Regions from separate parts of the Triticum aestivum genome. Here region 1 is linked to region 2. A link is a contact called in public Hi-C data. All regions are on one chromosome and are shown on one strand. The core of a region is the stretch at or near the end of the contact, and the rest is flanking DNA. Distances in the headings are between cores, read along the strand shown. Region 1 holds the start of LOC123051912 (probable protein arginine N-methyltransferase 3). Region 2 overlaps LOC123051910 (a long non-coding RNA gene).

Region 1 (4,618 bases), core at 1,442-3,941, 220 kb after region 2:
TGAAACATTGTAAATCTCGAGACTTGAGTACATTTAATTTTATCAGGAACCTTGAGTACATTGACTCAGAAAATACAGTGTATTACACTTAGCAGTGAAATATCAAATTTATATCCATAGTCTATTAAAACAAACTTTTCTCTAGCTCAATATAGCAATTAACTTCAGAAAAATTGAGGATGATCGAGAAGTGAAATAAGTGTGCAGAGTTCCAAGGACTTACATGGAGCACAGCAGTATCTGTCACAACATCCTTGGAATCAAGTACATCAACTACAGGAAATCTGGCTGAACTCCCTGTTACTTCTTTGCCAATACATGACATATCAAAGCCATACACATTTTCCCAAAATGGCAAGCTAGTTCCACCCCTCCCAAAACCAGCACCAAGCTATGGAACAGAAGAAACGAGTTATCAACTGCAGAAACCGGAGACAAACAGTATAGGCAAGCATTGCTACAAACTTACAATTGTTGCAGTATCTGGGAGAATAGCACCCCCAGGTTTTAGGAAATGATCACGTGCATATATGACTGAACTGAGCATGGATTCATACAATAGGCAATATCCCATCCACTCACTTACTAACACATCAAAGCCATTCGGTGGAACTACTATTTTATGGTTTAGCTCTTCAGCCTTGGTATGCACAACACTTATCACTTGAGGGCCGCCTTTTTGTTCTGTATTTGCATTCTCATCATATAATAAACCATTATTTTTTGCCACCTGCATTTGTTCTATAACTGTGAGACAGAAATCATGGTACAAAGAGACAAGGAGTTTGGCATTATGATCAGGAAAAGCATACATGTGTAGCCACAGAAGACATCTTTGCACTCCCATCAACCGCAACAACTCTAGATGCACCAGCCTTTGCTGCAAAAAGACTATGAGAAGAATCCGTCAGCAACAGCCCAAAAGGCACGGGCCGAATGACAATTCACTATTAAGAATATCGATATCAGTTAAAGACCAGCCTTGCACTTTGATGATATGAGCACTAGTCCACATGCAATCAGTGTGAATCGAATATTGCATTTAGATATTTAAACCAAGTCAGAACTCTGACTAACAAGCTATTGAGCACACTGGACCTAGTCAAGCGATTATTATTATTTAGTTATTGCAAAAGAAGGGATTATTTTATTTTACGTGTTCAAGTCGTAATTATTACCAGTGTTTTTCTTTCTCAGTAGTGATAGTTTATTTGTGGTGTGCCTGAGCTGAACCCAAGACTGCCACCAAGCATCAGGCGTCATGGTAAGACAAAGTAAAGCACGATTGCAAAAGCATTTCACATCCTACATTACATACCTTAAAATTCCTGTACCACAACCAACATCCAGTACAGTTGCTCCATTCATGAGGCTAGGATTGTCCAAAAGGGCATCTCTGTAAGCGTCTGTTCTTACCTGAAAAGGTTGGGCACAGTGGGAGAGTTAAATGATCTTGTGAATCATAATAGCCCATACATGAAATTAAACCAACACACATGTGTTGAAGGGACCTATTAATCACATATGACAAGAGTTCACGTACTTTGTCGCCCAGCATCTCTCTATGAATGCCAAATGAACTATAAGACCCAAAGTAGTTGTCATCCACTTTTTTAATTTCCTTGGCAGTAACACTAGCACGTGTAATCTTCAGCTGCCTATCAGTCTGTTCCTCCGAAAGAGACCCATTGTTATCTCCACCATTACTTTCAGTAGTAACTGCTTTCTCAAACCTAGCACTGATATCAGAACAATCGTCGATAATGGTATTTAGACCATTCCCCTGCAGTTCACCTGACCTCCCATTGCCCACTGAACACTCCCCTGTTACCACTGGCATTCCACAGTCCTCGTCCTCTTCATCGTCAAAGATGGACAAGCTGTGCAACAGCGAGTCATCTTCCATGAACGGTTTCAGGTACGAGTCCTCCGCCCATGGAACCTTGCCCTCAAGTTGGGAAATCTCTGCGCAGCTCCAACACTTATTCTCTGCAACCTACATATCAAAGGACCATAAGTCATGGAATGCAGCAAACAAGCACAGAATTCAACAAAATTACTATCGACGCAACCTACAGATCAATCATAAGATCCATAAGTGACGGAATGCAGCAAGCAAGCACAAATTTCACCAAAATTGCTATCCAAGTCAACCATGAAATGGAACTAGTGGATTGGTTCCTGACACTGGTAACCTCATACGACAACAAAAGTTTAGCGCAGCAATTAGCTTCAAACTGTGCGTATTCGACTGCGAACCAATCGAGCTAAGAAGCTCAGCGCGGTCATGGAAGCAAGGGGGGAGAGGAGACGCACCTTGGACCGAACAAAATTGATGAGCTTGATGCATCCGTAGAAATCCAGCCCGAGCTCCCTCACGAGCTTGTGGAAATCGAACCCGTGCACGGAGCCGCAGTGCGCGAAGAGGGGGCCGTCGGAGTCGAACCGCGCGCTGCAGAACAGGCAGAGGAGGCCGCCGCTGCCGCCCGCCGCGTCGTCGCCGTCCGACTCCCAGTCGTCCCACCCCTCCTCCCCCTCCTCCTCCTCCTCATCCTCGTCGTCCTCGTAGTCGTCGCCGTCGTCCCGGGGCAGCTCTTGCTTGGGAGGGAGCTCGCGCGCCTGGGTCGCCATGGCCGATTGCTTCTTGGTGGAGGGACGAGCAGCGGCGAGCGGCTCGGTTAAACCCTAGGCGAAAGCTTAAGCCCCGGACGAATGAGGCTAGTGAATGGGCCGGGCCGTGATATCCGAAAGAGAGAGACTGGAAGGTGGGCCCGGCCCATAATACGTAGAGAAGACCCGAGTCTCTGGTCTCCACCAACCCGCCCTTCGTCTCGCCCCCTCCCTCTCGCCGTCGGCGCCGCCGCCATCCACCGGAGACAGCCGTCTGCCCAGGTAAGATCCCCTCTTATCTCCTCTTCCCCCCTTCCTCACCGTCGCGCCGATGTAAGGAAGAACACTGATAGAGGGCGGAATCGTAGGTATACTCGCCTGTGCATGACTGCGTTGGTTCGGCTCACCGGGAGAGCAGCTTCTTGGAGCAGGTGAGGCTCCAAGACTGAAGCTCCCCTCAACCACAGACCGCGTGAATACAACCTTGAGCTCACTCTGTGCGTGCAATCTTCCTCGCAGGGGCGCCAGCATCGCGGCTCCGCGTGGCCTCGGCTTGCTCCCGCAGCGCAGGGCCGCGTTCCAGGGTGCGAGGATGGAGAACGGCGGCGGCAAGGGCGGCCGCGGCGCGCTCATAGTCCTGGAAGGGCTGGACAGGAGTGGCAAGTCGTCGCAGTGCGCCCGGCTGCTGTCCTTTCTGGAAGGGAAAGGCTGCGCAACCGAAGGGTGGCGCTTCCCGGACAGGGACACCAGCGTCGGGAAGATGATCTCCGCGTACCTCGCCAACGAGTCGCAGCTCGATGACCGGACCATCCATTTGCTCTTCAGCGCGAATCGCTGGGAGAAAAGGTTTGTTCGTGTTGTGAAATCTATCTCAGTGTGTGCAATCTGATAGTGATTCAGGTTGAAAAGAATTCTTGAGTAGTGAGTACATGATCTGTAGTGTGCACACTATATGCAATAATTCAGATGTATGTATGGTTCTGAATATGGAGCTGTTTGTTGGGTTTGTCATGTGCAGAAGTTTGATGGAAAGCAAGCTACTTGGTGGAACTACACTCGTCGTTGACCGCTACTCTTATTCTGGAGTGGCATTTTCAGCTGCTAAAGGACTTGATATTGGGTGGTGCAAGGTCAGGCACATACCTGTTTAACAAGCTTGAGGTGCGCACCTTCTTATGTGTGAAATGCTGACAAGTATTGCCTGTTTTTTCTTGTTGCAGGCCCCTGAGGTTGGACTGCTAGCTCCAGATCTTGTAATATATCTTGATGTACAACCGGAGGTACTCCATTGCTCCTAATTCTTCCTATGGGTTCAAGGCAACTGATATTTAGGTTATGTGTGCTTGTGATGCTTATTTCATGCTTTTGTGCATTTGAGTCATTCAGTTCCTCATAGTGGGTGATTATGGCCACCATAGGCCCATAATCCTATCAAATAACCATACAGATAGAACTCAGTGATGGTGATGCACCTAAGATGTTCATCTATATTCAGTGTCGAAACAAACAATATGCGTCAATTGTATGTCATTCTGCTTAAGGTAGGAAACATGAAAAATCTGTAGTTGAGCAAATTCTTTGCAGACCCAGAATCTGTAGCAAAAAGTACCCTTCTCTGCAGTTGTTTACTCAGGTTATCCGAAATTCTTAATGGTACATGTGAATTTGCTGTTTCAGAAAGCGGCCGAAAGAGGAGGCTATGGGGGTGAGAGATACGAAAGAGTTGAGTTCCAAAAGAGAGTTGCTGAGCATTACCATTCGCTCCGTGATTTGACATGGAAGGTAACTTATTCAACAAAAGATTTCTGACATAGGGCCATTGCATTTGCTTTGCCTCTTTTGGCCACAACTCAAGTCCGTGTCACGTATAAGGTCAAGGAGATGGAGCTTAAAGTGAAGCAATATACATGTCTAGAATTTAGAGAAGAAAATAATTGAGAGACCCTGCGATATACTCTGTTGAAATTCAATGGCTTACTGCATTACCTTTTCCTTCGTGAAGGTTGTT
Region 2 (4,876 bases), core at 1,966-4,465:
CAACTTAAATCATATATCACTAATTATTATAAAAAATCTGTTCGGAGCGCCAGAGGAAGAAAACTTCACGATGGATGAGTCCCGAACAGATGACATCCCCCAGGTCTCTGATGAGGAAAATGGACTTCTAACAGCCCCATACACCGAGGAGGAAGTTAGAAATGCAGTTTTCTTAATGGAGCACAACAAAGCCCCGGGTCCGGATGGTTTTCCCGCTGAGTTCTATCAGAACTTCTGGGAAGTCATCAAACAGGATCTCCTACTTTTGTTTAGCGACCTACATGCTGGCCAACTAGAATTGTTTCGCTTAAACTTCGGTGAGATTATTTTATTACCTAAGGTTAATGAGGCTGAAAGGATACAACAATATAGACCTATTTGCCTCCTTAATGTTAGTTTTAAAATATTTACGAAGGTTGCGACGATTAGGCTAAATACGGTTGCTGAACACGTGGTTCGTCCTTCACAGACTGCTTTTATGCAAGGGAGACACATCCTAGATGGAGTTGTTATCCTTCATGAAACAATCCATGAATTACATCGAAAAAGTTGAATGGGGTGGTACTCAAATTAGACTTTGAAAAAGCTTATGACAAAGTCAAATGGCCATTTCTTCAACAGACTCTCAGAATGAAAGGATTTTCTGCAGAGTGGCGCGCTATGATCCATAGCTTCGTTTCTGGAGGTAGTGTTGCCATTAAGGTCAATGATGACATTGGACACTATTTCCAAACGAAAAAGGGTTGCGACAAGGTGACTCCATATCGCCCATGCTATTCAATATAGTGGCGGATATGCTAGCGGTCATGATTGAGCGTGCCAAGGTTGATGGCCAAATTGATGGGGTAGTAAATCATCTAGTTGATGGTGGTCTCTCTATACTTCAATATGCCGATGATACGATTCTCTTCATGGATCATGACCTCGAGAAAGCGAGAAATCTGAAACTGATTTTATCAGCATTCGAGCAACTCTCGGGTCTTAAGATCGATTTTCATAAAAGTGAATTGTTTTGCTTTGGCGAGGCTCAAGACGAGGCCCACCTGTACGCTGAACTATTCGGATGCGGGTTGGGCCAATTTCCTATCACATATTTGGGGATACCGATACATTTATCGGAGACTCACAAATGCTGAATGGAAACACGTCGAGGAGAGACTGCAAAAAAGACTTAGTAGTTGGAAAGGTAAACTGTTGTCTCTGGGTGGAAGATTGGTCCTCATAAATTCAGTACTAAGTAATATGGTACTATATATGATTTCCTTCTTTCAGTTGCCGAAAGGAGTTTTACATTGGATTACTTCCGATCAAGATTCTTTTGGCAAGGAGATAGCGAGAGGAAAAAATATCCGCTGGCTAAATGGAGTGTGGTGTGCCATCCCAAAGACCAAGGCGGGTTGGGCATTCATGACCTTGAGGTTAAGAATAGGGCCCTCCTCGGCAAATTGTTGTTTAAATTACTAACGGAAGATGGTGTATGGCAAACCCTTCTAAGAAGGAAATATGTGGGTTCCAAGGCGGTATCCCAAATATATTGGAAGCCTGGGGATTCCCACTTTTGGGCGGGTCTAATGGCTATGAAAAAATATTTCTTCTGCTATGGATCCTTCTTGATTAAGGACGGCTCGGAAATTAGATTCTGGGAGGACAAGTGGCTAGGAAATGCCACACTCCGGGAACAATATCCGGCTCTATACAACATTGTGCGCCACAAGGGTGATACTATCGCCACGGTGATGGAATCATTTTCGCCGAATGTGACGTTCAGAAGAGATTTAATTGGACCCAGACTACAATCGTGGAACATTCTGCTTCAGCGGTTATCCACGGTGCAATTGTCACATGGGTCTGATGTATTCCGATGGAACCTCCATGGGAATGGACAATTCTCAGCGGAGTCTATGTATAGAGCGTTAATCCAGTCTGATGTGCCAGTTGATAATAATAAGAAGATCTGGAAGATGAAGATACCACTTAAGAATAAAATCATTGCATGGTATCTTCGTCGCGGAGTCATTCTTACTAAAGATAACCTTATTAAGAGGAATTGGCATGGAAGTCCGCAATGTGTCTTTTGTCACCATGAGGAGACAATAAAACATTTATTCTTCCAATGCAAATTAGCTCGTTCTATATGGTCAGTCATCCAAATAGCTTCTGGCTTGTATCCTCCCTGTAATGTTGGTAATGTATTTGGCAATTGGTTGCATGGGATTGATCACAAGTAGAACTCTTCTCAGGGTGGGAGCGCTTGCCATTATCGCTTTGGCTATATAGAAATGATAAGGTTTTTAAATATAAAAGTACGTCTCTGTTGCAGGTTATCTACAGATGTACCGGGACTCTTCGTTTATGGTCCTCTCTATAACGTGTGGAGAACCAAGACCTTTTTACGGAGGTGTGTACACGATTGGAGGATACAGCAAGGGATACTTTTACCCAACATGGGTGGCAGAATGATCTTAGGATTGGGCCCCCTCCGCTTTAGGTGTTTCACAGACTCTAAGTTTCTTTGTATTTCGTCTTTTTTTGTGTGTGTGTGAGAGGACCTTATTTAGCTGTGTGCATCTTAGTTATGCAGAGGCCGGGTGTAATACTTAAATCTTTTAAGTAATAAACGCCTCTTTTCGAAAAATATCAACAACAGGAAACCGAGCTGAACTCTCTGTTACTTCTTTCCCAATAGATGACATATCAAAGCCATACACATTTTCCCAAAATGGCAAGCTCGTTCCACCTCTCCCGAAACCAGCACCAAGCTATGGACAGAGGGAAAAAGTTACCAAATGCAGAAAACAAAGACAAATAACACATGCAGGCATTGTTAAAAAAAACTTACAGTTGTTGCAGTATCCGGGAGAACAGCACCACCAGGTCTCAGGAAATGGTCACGTGCTTATATAACTGAACTGAGCATGGATTCATAAACGCGCAATATCCCATCCACTCACTAACACATCAAAGCCATTTGGCGGAACTACTATTTTATGGTTTAGCTCTTCAGCCTTGGTATGCACAACAATTATCACTTCAGAACTACGCTTTTGTTCCATTTTCGTATTCTCCTCATATAATAGACATTATTTTTTTCCATCTGCATTCTTATTTTAACTGTGAGATATAAACCTCGACATTTCGGGCCAATAGCGTGCAAAATGTTCTCCTGCCAATAGCGGGCCGTCGTAGTACCTCGACATTTCGGGGATGCAGATGGGCCGCGTGAGTACTAGGGCCTTGAAGGCGACCAGGACAGCACCAAAGGCCCATTTAGCTTAAACACACAGCAACTCTCACTAGCTTTTATTTTCCCCTAAAAAAACTTGCTTCTTTATTTTAAAGCATAATGTTGCCTTTGAGTAAGCTTATTATCACAAAATTTATTACATCCCTGGGGTACCAGATTCTATTGTATCAAACAACAGAGAATTCTACGATTGTGGATGGACAGTTAGAGCATACCTTTAGCCATGGAGTTGTTGAGGACCTCAGCCCCCCGCCGATTGGAGGGACCCCGTTCTCATTCTTGTTAGGTTCAGCGTCATGGTTTTAGTTGTGTGGCGACGGCGATGTCCCTCGATAGGAATAGTGTCTCCCACGTTCTATCCTCGTCCTGATTGTGCGTCTAACATCATCAGAGGGCGTGTGGAGGTGTGCCTCCGCCGCCGGTGCTAGTCTTCAGTTGATCTGTTTGATCCGATCTTCATTCGTCTTTATTTATGTGTTTACAGGTTTAATTCTTCCAATCTACGACTTTCTTCAACGGCGATGGTTGCTGCTATGGTGCAGTGGTTCTACGGGGCCTTAGCACGACGACTTCCCGACTGTTTACTACAAGGTTTGCCCGGCTCTAGCAAGGGAGTGGCGATGATGGTGGCACACCTTCGGCTCGCTCTAGTGTTTGTAGTCACTAGATGACCCGTTGCGCCCATGGCACAAAGGCCGAGTGAAAGCTAAGTATTGAAAGAGTGTGCATTAAAATATGTAAACACAAAATGGGATTGATGATAGATAGATGGCGGTTGTTTCAAGCATATGCTTGCCCTTTGTTCATGCTAGATGACCCATTGCGCCGATGGCACAAAGGGCAAGAGTGAACCAAGCATTCAAACCGTGCAAGTAAGAATATTTAGAGATCAATCATAAAATCTTGAAGCATAAGGGAAAATATTTAGGTACGTTCATACATAGCATTATATAGTCTGAACTAATCACATGGTAACAATGAGCATAAGAGAGGCATAGGAAACACACAACTGAGCCTGAAAACAAAGGACACATCTTACTGGTTGTGTGTATATCAGAACATAAAACCATACACATTTTCACACCCACACATACTGTCAGCAAAACAAGGAATGTTAGCTGCTCCTGAATTATCTGCAAAACATACGGAAGATGAACAGGACAATCTGACAGGACATAAAATCAGATCTCAAGCTTCTCGACAAAGAAAGCTAATTTCCTACCGCCTGCCAGTAATGTTACATCGTTACTTGGTTATCGCCATACAAATCAGTGTAGTTAAGAATGCTCAAAGGTTGCAGGCTACAGATAAAACCTTCTCAAAATAGGCTTTCACCCCGCTTTATTTATAAAGCAAACATCCATACAACCAGGCCAAAGTAGCCAAGCAACTAAGATGGCCGGGGCAAGAACACGACCATGCGCAAAGAAAGCAAAAAAGAAATAGAGAAAAAAGCCGTCGAGTGGCAATAGGCATAGCAGCACTATGAAGAGGAGAGACGGCAGTACAGATAAAACCCTCTCTGAGAAAAGCATGAGGCAGCAATGACCATATGAAAGGTAAAAACCTACCCGGGCAAACACGACGTTGCATCTCCGAATAGGAAGTGACGCACCAAGCAAAAACTCCCTT

What was found. Hi-C and Micro-C count contacts between places; a contact is called where the count stands out from the background.
Region 1: a contact with region 2 is called in a Hi-C map of leaf, with 4 times the contacts expected there. The contact joins the promoter of LOC123051912 here to the enhancer-like site in region 2. A contact is called at or near these places in 2 of 5 Hi-C or Micro-C datasets (leaf and an unstated tissue) and 1 of 1 datasets of contacts at active chromatin or transcription factors (leaf).

What each region holds. Positions count from the first base shown.
Region 1 is chr2D:97,815,305-97,819,922 of IWGSC CS RefSeq v2.1, forward strand. LOC123051912 (probable protein arginine N-methyltransferase 3) reads right to left here and starts at 2,692. Exons shown (of 7, transcript XM_044474907.1): 1 at 2,317-2,692; 2 at 1,544-1,996; 3 at 1,319-1,416; 4 at 813-891; 5 at 470-730; 6 at 224-391. The coding sequence starts at 2,631. It overlaps LOC123051913 (thymidylate kinase), which reads left to right and starts at 2,744. Exons shown (of 6, transcript XM_044474909.1): 1 at 2,744-2,892; 2 at 3,130-3,456; 3 at 3,629-3,740; 4 at 3,831-3,890; 5 at 4,288-4,392; 6 at 4,613-4,618. The coding sequence starts at 3,203.
Region 2 is chr2D:97,596,721-97,601,596 of IWGSC CS RefSeq v2.1, forward strand. LOC123051910 (a long non-coding RNA gene) reads right to left here. Exons shown (of 7, transcript XR_006424375.1): 7 at 4,555-4,876. Among protein-coding and RNA genes, the nearest start is that of LOC123051910, 8.1 kb to the right of the region's middle. Within about 2 kb of position 3,216, at least 4 of the 8 cell types and tissues checked have an H3K27ac peak or open chromatin away from gene starts, as enhancers often do.